2 separate regions of the Sus scrofa genome follow, and region 1 is linked to region 2. Evidence: chromatin contacts called from public HiChIP or PLAC-seq data. All regions are on one chromosome and are shown on one strand. Each heading gives the region's core, a stretch centred on a gene start, on an enhancer-like site or on the middle of the called end of the contact. The rest is flanking DNA. Distances are from core to core; before and after follow the strand shown.

What was found. HiChIP or PLAC-seq counts read pairs in DNA pulled down with a chosen protein or histone mark.
Region 1: an H3K27ac HiChIP or PLAC-seq map of alveolar macrophages shows a contact between it and region 2. The contact joins two enhancer-like sites. A contact is called at or near these places in 2 of 47 Hi-C or Micro-C datasets (embryonic fibroblasts and skeletal muscle) and 2 of 2 datasets of contacts at active chromatin or transcription factors (alveolar macrophages and skeletal muscle).

What each region holds. Positions count from the first base shown.
Region 1 is chr2:91,425,462-91,428,710 of Sscrofa11.1, reverse strand. All of the region lies in intron 3 of XRCC4 (DNA repair protein XRCC4), which reads right to left. Among named protein-coding and RNA genes, the nearest start is that of XRCC4, 69 kb to the right of the region's middle. Within about 2 kb of position 1,695, at least 2 of the 83 cell types and tissues checked have an H3K27ac peak or open chromatin away from gene starts, as enhancers often do. A contact at or near this core is called in alveolar macrophages, where this site is marked.
Region 2 is chr2:91,184,994-91,188,225 of Sscrofa11.1, reverse strand. No RefSeq gene overlaps it. Among named protein-coding and RNA genes, the nearest start is that of TMEM167A, 170 kb to the left of the region's middle. Within about 2 kb of position 1,870, at least 13 of the 83 cell types and tissues checked have an H3K27ac peak or open chromatin away from gene starts, as enhancers often do. A contact at or near this core is called in alveolar macrophages, where this site is marked.

The DNA of each region.
Region 1 (3,249 bases), core at 446-2,945, 240 kb before region 2:
AGGGACTGAGGGAAAGCTTTCTATATGTGACAAAAGTAATATTTTGCTATAGTATTTTAGTCCTTTCATTTTTAGAAATACGTTAAAGTATTCTCGTCAGAGTTTAATGAGGACTCCCCCAAGGAGGTCTAATTGAAAATTGACTCTAGTGAACTTCTAGCAAGTAATATCTGACAGCTTTGTTTTCAGTAATTTAATTTTTTAAGACTTTCTTTTTTAGAATAGTTTTAGGTTCATAGCAAAACCGCAAGGAAGGTACAGAAATGCACAGCCCCCACACATGCATAGCCTCCCCCATTATCAACATACTCCACCGTCTGATGCACCACAGCTTATTTATCCATTCACCTGCTGAGAAACATCTTGGTTGCTTCTGACTTTTGGCAATTATGGATAAAGCTGCTATAAAGAGCCTTGTGTATGTCTTTGTGTGAACGTAAGTTTATAGCAGCTTTATTTATAATTGCCAAAACTTGGAAGCAACCAAGATGTCCTTCAGTAGGTGACTGGATAAATAAACTGTGGTAATGTAAATTTCAAACAAAGAAACAAACTGTTACTTTTACAAATGTGTGATTATTATAATACTGAATATGCTTGTTTAAACTATATCCATTTTCTTCCTCGTTTCTCAGCCCTGAAGCTGAGAATTATTTGTTTTAAAGAATGAGTGAAGGGGTGAAAAAGAGAATTTTGGACAACTTGAGAACATCAGCCTGAGTACAGGAAAAAAAAAATTTTTTAAATAGTGTGATTTCTGGATAGACCGCATGCATGTAATCTGGATATATAAAAATCTATAAGACTGGGAATGATAAGAGATGAAAGGGGATAAATACACAGGCCAGATAATGGTACCTTAAAGGTTATGTGGGAGTTCCCGTCGTGGATCAGCGGAAACAAATCCAACTACGAACCATGAGGTTGCGGGTTTCATCCCTGGCCTCGCTCAGTGGGTTAAGGATCTGGCATTGCTGTGGCTCTGGTGTAGGCCAGCAGCTATAGCTCCAATTAGACCCCTAGCCTGGGAACCTCCATATACCGTGGGTGCGGCCCTAAAAAGACAAAAATATTTTAAAAATTTAAAAAAAAAAAAAAAAGAAAAAAGGCTGTGTGAAGAAGCTTGAGTCATTATCTGTAGAGGACCAAGACGCACTTCATAGTTACCTCTTGACTTAACAATTTGTAAAGTTGATAAGAAATCACTTACATAAAATAATCCTAAAAATAACTCATAGATTGCCTATAATTAAATATTTAATAAATGCCTACATAACAGGCTCAAAAAAATGGGCTCCCCAAAGTACAATGACTTCCTAGTCCCTGGAACCTGTAAATATTAATTTATGTGGCAACAGATGTGATTAAGTTAAAGGTCTTGACAGAGCTTATCCCCCTTATAATAAAGAGTCAGAGGGAGTTTACACATACACACAAAGAAAGTGATGTAAAGACGTGGCGGTCACTGAACCACACACTTAAAGACTGCTAAAATGGTAAATTTTATGTTACATGTATTTCACAACTTTCTCGGTTTTTGTTAACTCTTGTAATATGATAATTCAGAAGAGCAATAATCAGCACCAAGTGGTTTTTCTCTGCGTAATTCTTCGTAAAGGCTATTTGAACACATATAGGGAACTAAAGCAGGGGGTCATGCCCATGTTGAGAAACTTTCTCTGGAAGCCACAGGATGGGAAGCTAGTAGGACTAAGACTTCCTGTGGTCAGGCAGGACACTTGAGAGGGAAAATGCTGGCTATAGAGAGACGTTGGAATTAAAGTCAGTTGTTCTCAAATGCAGTAATTATGACTCCCAGGGGACATTTGGCAATGTCCAGAGACATTTTCGGTTTCACAACTAGGGAGTTCCTACTGGCATCTAGTTGAGTAGAGGTCAAAGATACAGCTAAATATTCTATAAGAGCGCCCCTCCTCCCACAGCAAAGAATTGTCTAGCCCAAAATGTCAACAGTGTTGACATGGACAGGAGGTAATAAATGCATTTAGATGTTCATATGCAAATATATAAAAGTCAAATCTCAAAAATATCAATAATGGAGTTCCCGTTGTGGCTCAGTGGTTAACGAATCCGACTAGGAACCATGAGGTTGCGGGTTCGGTCCCTGCCCTTGCTCAGTGGGTTAACGATCCGGCGTTGCTGTGAGCTGTGGTGTAGGTCTCAGACGCGGCTCGGATCCCGCGTTGCTGTGGCTCTGGCGTAGGCCAGTGGCTACAGCTCTGATTCAGCCCCTAGCCTGGGAACCTCCATATGCCGCGGGAGCGGCCCAAGAAATAGCAACAACAACAACAACAAGACAAAAGAAAAAAAAAATATATCAATAATGTTGATTTTAATGGAAAAGGTCATCTGTTTAAAGGACAACATAACAAGATCTGCTTATTTAGTGTTTATTATATATCAGGTTTTGTTCTAGTTTCCAGAGTCACAGCAACCAACAGGACAAACCTTCTGTCCTCATGGAATTTACGTTCCAGTTGGAAAGACAGAGCTCTAAAATTTGTGGACATTTCAGATCATAATAATAATAAGAGCTCTTGTGAGTTAACTCATTTAATTCTCACTATTACTCTATAAAATATATGCTCCTATAATCCTCATTTTATAAGATGCTAAGGCATATAGAGGTAAGTAGCTTGTCCAAGGCCCCAGGTCCCACAGTTGATGGACCCAATCTGACCTCTCTGCAGCATTTTGTTCACTGCAGCACTATTCACAATAGCCAAGACATGGAAACAACCTAAATGTCTATCGACAGATGAATGGATTAAGAAGATGTGGTACATATACACAATGGTATACTACTCAGCCGTAAAAAAGGACAAAATAATGCCATTTGCAGCAACCATGGATGGAACTAGAGACTCTCATACTAAGTGAAGTAAGTCAGAAAGAAAAAGACAAATTCCATTTGATATCAGTTGTATCTGGAATCTAATATACGGCACAAATGAACTTTTTACAGAAAAGAAACTCATGGATTTGGAGAACAGACTTGTGATTGCCAAGAGGGAGGGGAGGGAGTGGGATGGACTGGGAATCTGGGGTTAATAGATGCAAACTACTGAATTTGGAGTGGATAAGCAATGAGATCCTGCTATAAGAGACTGGGAACTATATCCAGTCTCTTGTGACGGAACATGATAGAGGATAATGTGAGAAAAAGAATACATATATATATATGTGTGTGTGTATGTGTGCATATTTGTATGACTGGGTCACTTAGCC
Region 2 (3,232 bases), core at 621-3,120:
ATGGAACAGAATAGGTAAAGTTTTACTTTGATTGGGTTTTGGCCACATAATTTTTTTTTTTTTTTTTGGTCTTTTGTCCTTTTAGGGCCACACTTGTGGCATATGGAAGTTCCCAGTCTAGGGGTTGAATGAGAGCTGAAACTGCTGGTCTACACCACAGCAACACAGGAGCCAAGTTGCGTCTGTGACTTACAGCTCATGGCAATACCCAATCCTAACCCACTGGTTGAGGCCAGGGATAGAACCTGTGTCCTCATGGATGCTAGTTGGGTTCATTAACCACTGAGCCATGACGGGAACTCCATAATTCTTTATTCTAATAAAATCTTACACATTAGCCCAAATATCTGGGAAAAAATAAAAACCAGTCTAGTAAAAGGAGGACTGGGAGACCCAGAACCTCCAGCTCTACAGCAGATGGATCCACTTCCTGTCCACTCCACACCCTCCTTCCCATAGCACATCTCAATAGACCTCTCAGAGTCAAAATGGAAAAACAAAAAAACAAACAAAAAAAAAACAAAACAGAGTAGCTGAGTCTACAAAACACCAACAAATATTTGGGAATTTTCTGTGTAATCTAATCAGGAGAAGAAAATGGAAAGCGAATAAATAAATAAGGAGGGGGAGATAGGGAAAAATCTGGAAGAAGTTTCATCAATATGTTACTTGTGGTGTTTTTTGTTTTTTTTTTTTTTGTCTTTTTAGGGTCACCCCCTTGGCATATGGAGGTTCCCAGGCTTAGGGTCGAATCAGAGCCACAGCTGCTGTCCTACACCACAGCCACAGCAACTCAGGATCCGAGTCTCGAATCTCGTCAGCTACCTGCAACACAGCTCACGGCAAGGCTGGGTCCTTAACACACTAAACAAGGCCAGGGATGGAAACCACGTCCTCACAGATACCAGTCGGGGGGTTTGAGCCACAATGGGAACTCCTTATGGAGATTCTCTGATGATGAGATTATCAGCAATATTTTTCCACTTTTGGCTTTCTGTCTTTCCATATTGTTGACACAGTTGATAGTACAGATACTGCCTTTGTTTAAGAGAAAAAAATAAAAGGAACTTGAATTAAAATCTAAACAAGCTAATGAGGAACACAGCAACAGCTCGTAGTGCATTTTATTTTTACGGCACACCAAGAGGGAAAAGTAGACAAAAGAAAAGCCAGAGTGTAAAGTGAGTCAGATTGAGGCAAATCTCAGAGCTCCTTAGTGACTCAGAAGTGAGAGAGATGGTTCTGAGTGAGAATGAAATCAGCAGCTAACATTTGTCTCCCATTTGCTCATTCTTGCTCACAGAGCCCTCAGCATCCAGGGCAGACAAAGGGCTATCACTGTTGGTGACAGGCTGTTTGTCAGCCTGATCTCTGTGGAAACAAGGTGAAATGGGAATGAGCCTATTTTACTATTTAGGCTCCAAATGCATCAGAAGTGAGAAGCCCTGTGTTGTGTCTAGATATTACTTTCTGTCAAGGCCATTCTTTGGTAAGCACTTTCTCTTTTGATGACTAAAATTTTTTCAATTTTGAATTGCCTGTTTTTTTTTTTGTTTTTTTTTTCCCCCTCTTCTCTGCAAACTACTCAGGGAGGGAATGAAAAGCCAAGTCATCTATTTATTTCCCTTTTTAAACTGGAAAGCACATATTGCAAAATTATCCTGCAGTTGTTCTCCTAGACACCAAGTTACAGAAAAAATGGAAGTCGTTAGAGGCAGTCAACTTTCTAATTTTTCAGTGTTTGTGGAATTTAACTGCACATTGGTGCTTTCACCATCAAATTCTCCCCCAAATATATTCTCAGAGCAGAGGGAAGTGATGTTTCACATCAGTTTCTTTTCTGCAGCTTCACACTATTGCAGGTCAGGTGGTTCAACAGGAGAGCTGGCAAGTTGCAGCCCTGGCTCTGGGGAAAGAGTCTCTGGGCTTTGGGGCAGTAGCGGGAAATTGTTCTTCCTGCCAAAGGGGAATTGAAAAATCCCTGGGTCTGTCCACTGAGATTCCACATTGGGTCAGAGAGAAGAGCTCCCTAGCTGGAGAGAAAGAAAGCCTCCAGCACAGTCAAGCAGGCTGTCAAGATTCTGTTGAACATGAAGGAGATAAGTAGAGCTTTTTATAGAAGTCTATGGATCCAACTCAGTATTTAAGACCATTTTTAGTGCAGACAAAGCCTAAGAGCTCCCTGACTATAATCATTAGGGTGTAAAGTGAAAGGCGGACATGTAGCTTGGGATCCACACGGGATTCCCCAGAATTTAGAAGACATCCCAGCTGGGCCAGTCCCCTTCCCATGCACATTCTGGCTAAGAATCAACATTTCCTTGAGGAGCAGGATCTGGGGGCTCATCTCAGAACTCACTGCCCATCTTTTGAAGCCTGTTTACTAAGCTGCATGTTCTCACACTGCTGCTTTAAGGATTTCCAGCCAACATGTCCTGCAATGGCTGTAAAGTTTCTGCAGGTCTTGTAAAAATAAGATAGCAAGGGCTCCTCTTCTGAAGTACTGACTTTGTGAAGGTATTTTACAATCTTTTCTCCTAAGATAATAGTCCTTCAAAGTCCCTATTTTTTTTAGGACCAGGATTAGCATGGTGAGGCAGATGATGAATTTACTACAGGAGCGAAATTTAAGGGGTTCATCAAAATCTAAGTACCCCCCCAAAAACAGTATTTTAATGTAATTTTTTAAAAAAATGAAAATGAGGTGTTCCCTTGTGGCTCAATGGGTTAAGGATCCAGTATTTTCATTGCAGAGGCTAGAGTCACTGCTGTGGTGTGGGTTTGGTCCCAGGCCTGGGAACTTCTGCATGCTGAGGGTATGGCCAAAAAAAAAAAAAAAAATATATATATATATATATATATATATATATGAAATGATTACCCAAACTCCATGAAGAATAAAACATAATTTGAAATAAAAATGAGCTGTGTGTTTTACAACCCTGTACTATTACCCAACAGCACGTCTCCCACTAGCAGTTGATTAGGGTTGGTAATGGTGTAAGCGCAGATTGGGCAACGCAGAGCTTTATATAAAGGCACGGTTTTTCACTGGAGTTTTTCTACTTGATTCAAAATAGGAGACAGTATTTTGATACATATAGAGAAGAAGGTATATTCTTCCTTTGTTTCAGGCCCCAACATGGCTCAACAGGCTACTACATATTATTTTCCTAAATTTACACATTTCCCTAAATTTAGAGGCAGGAGCTAACCTGCCCAGGGTCATGTG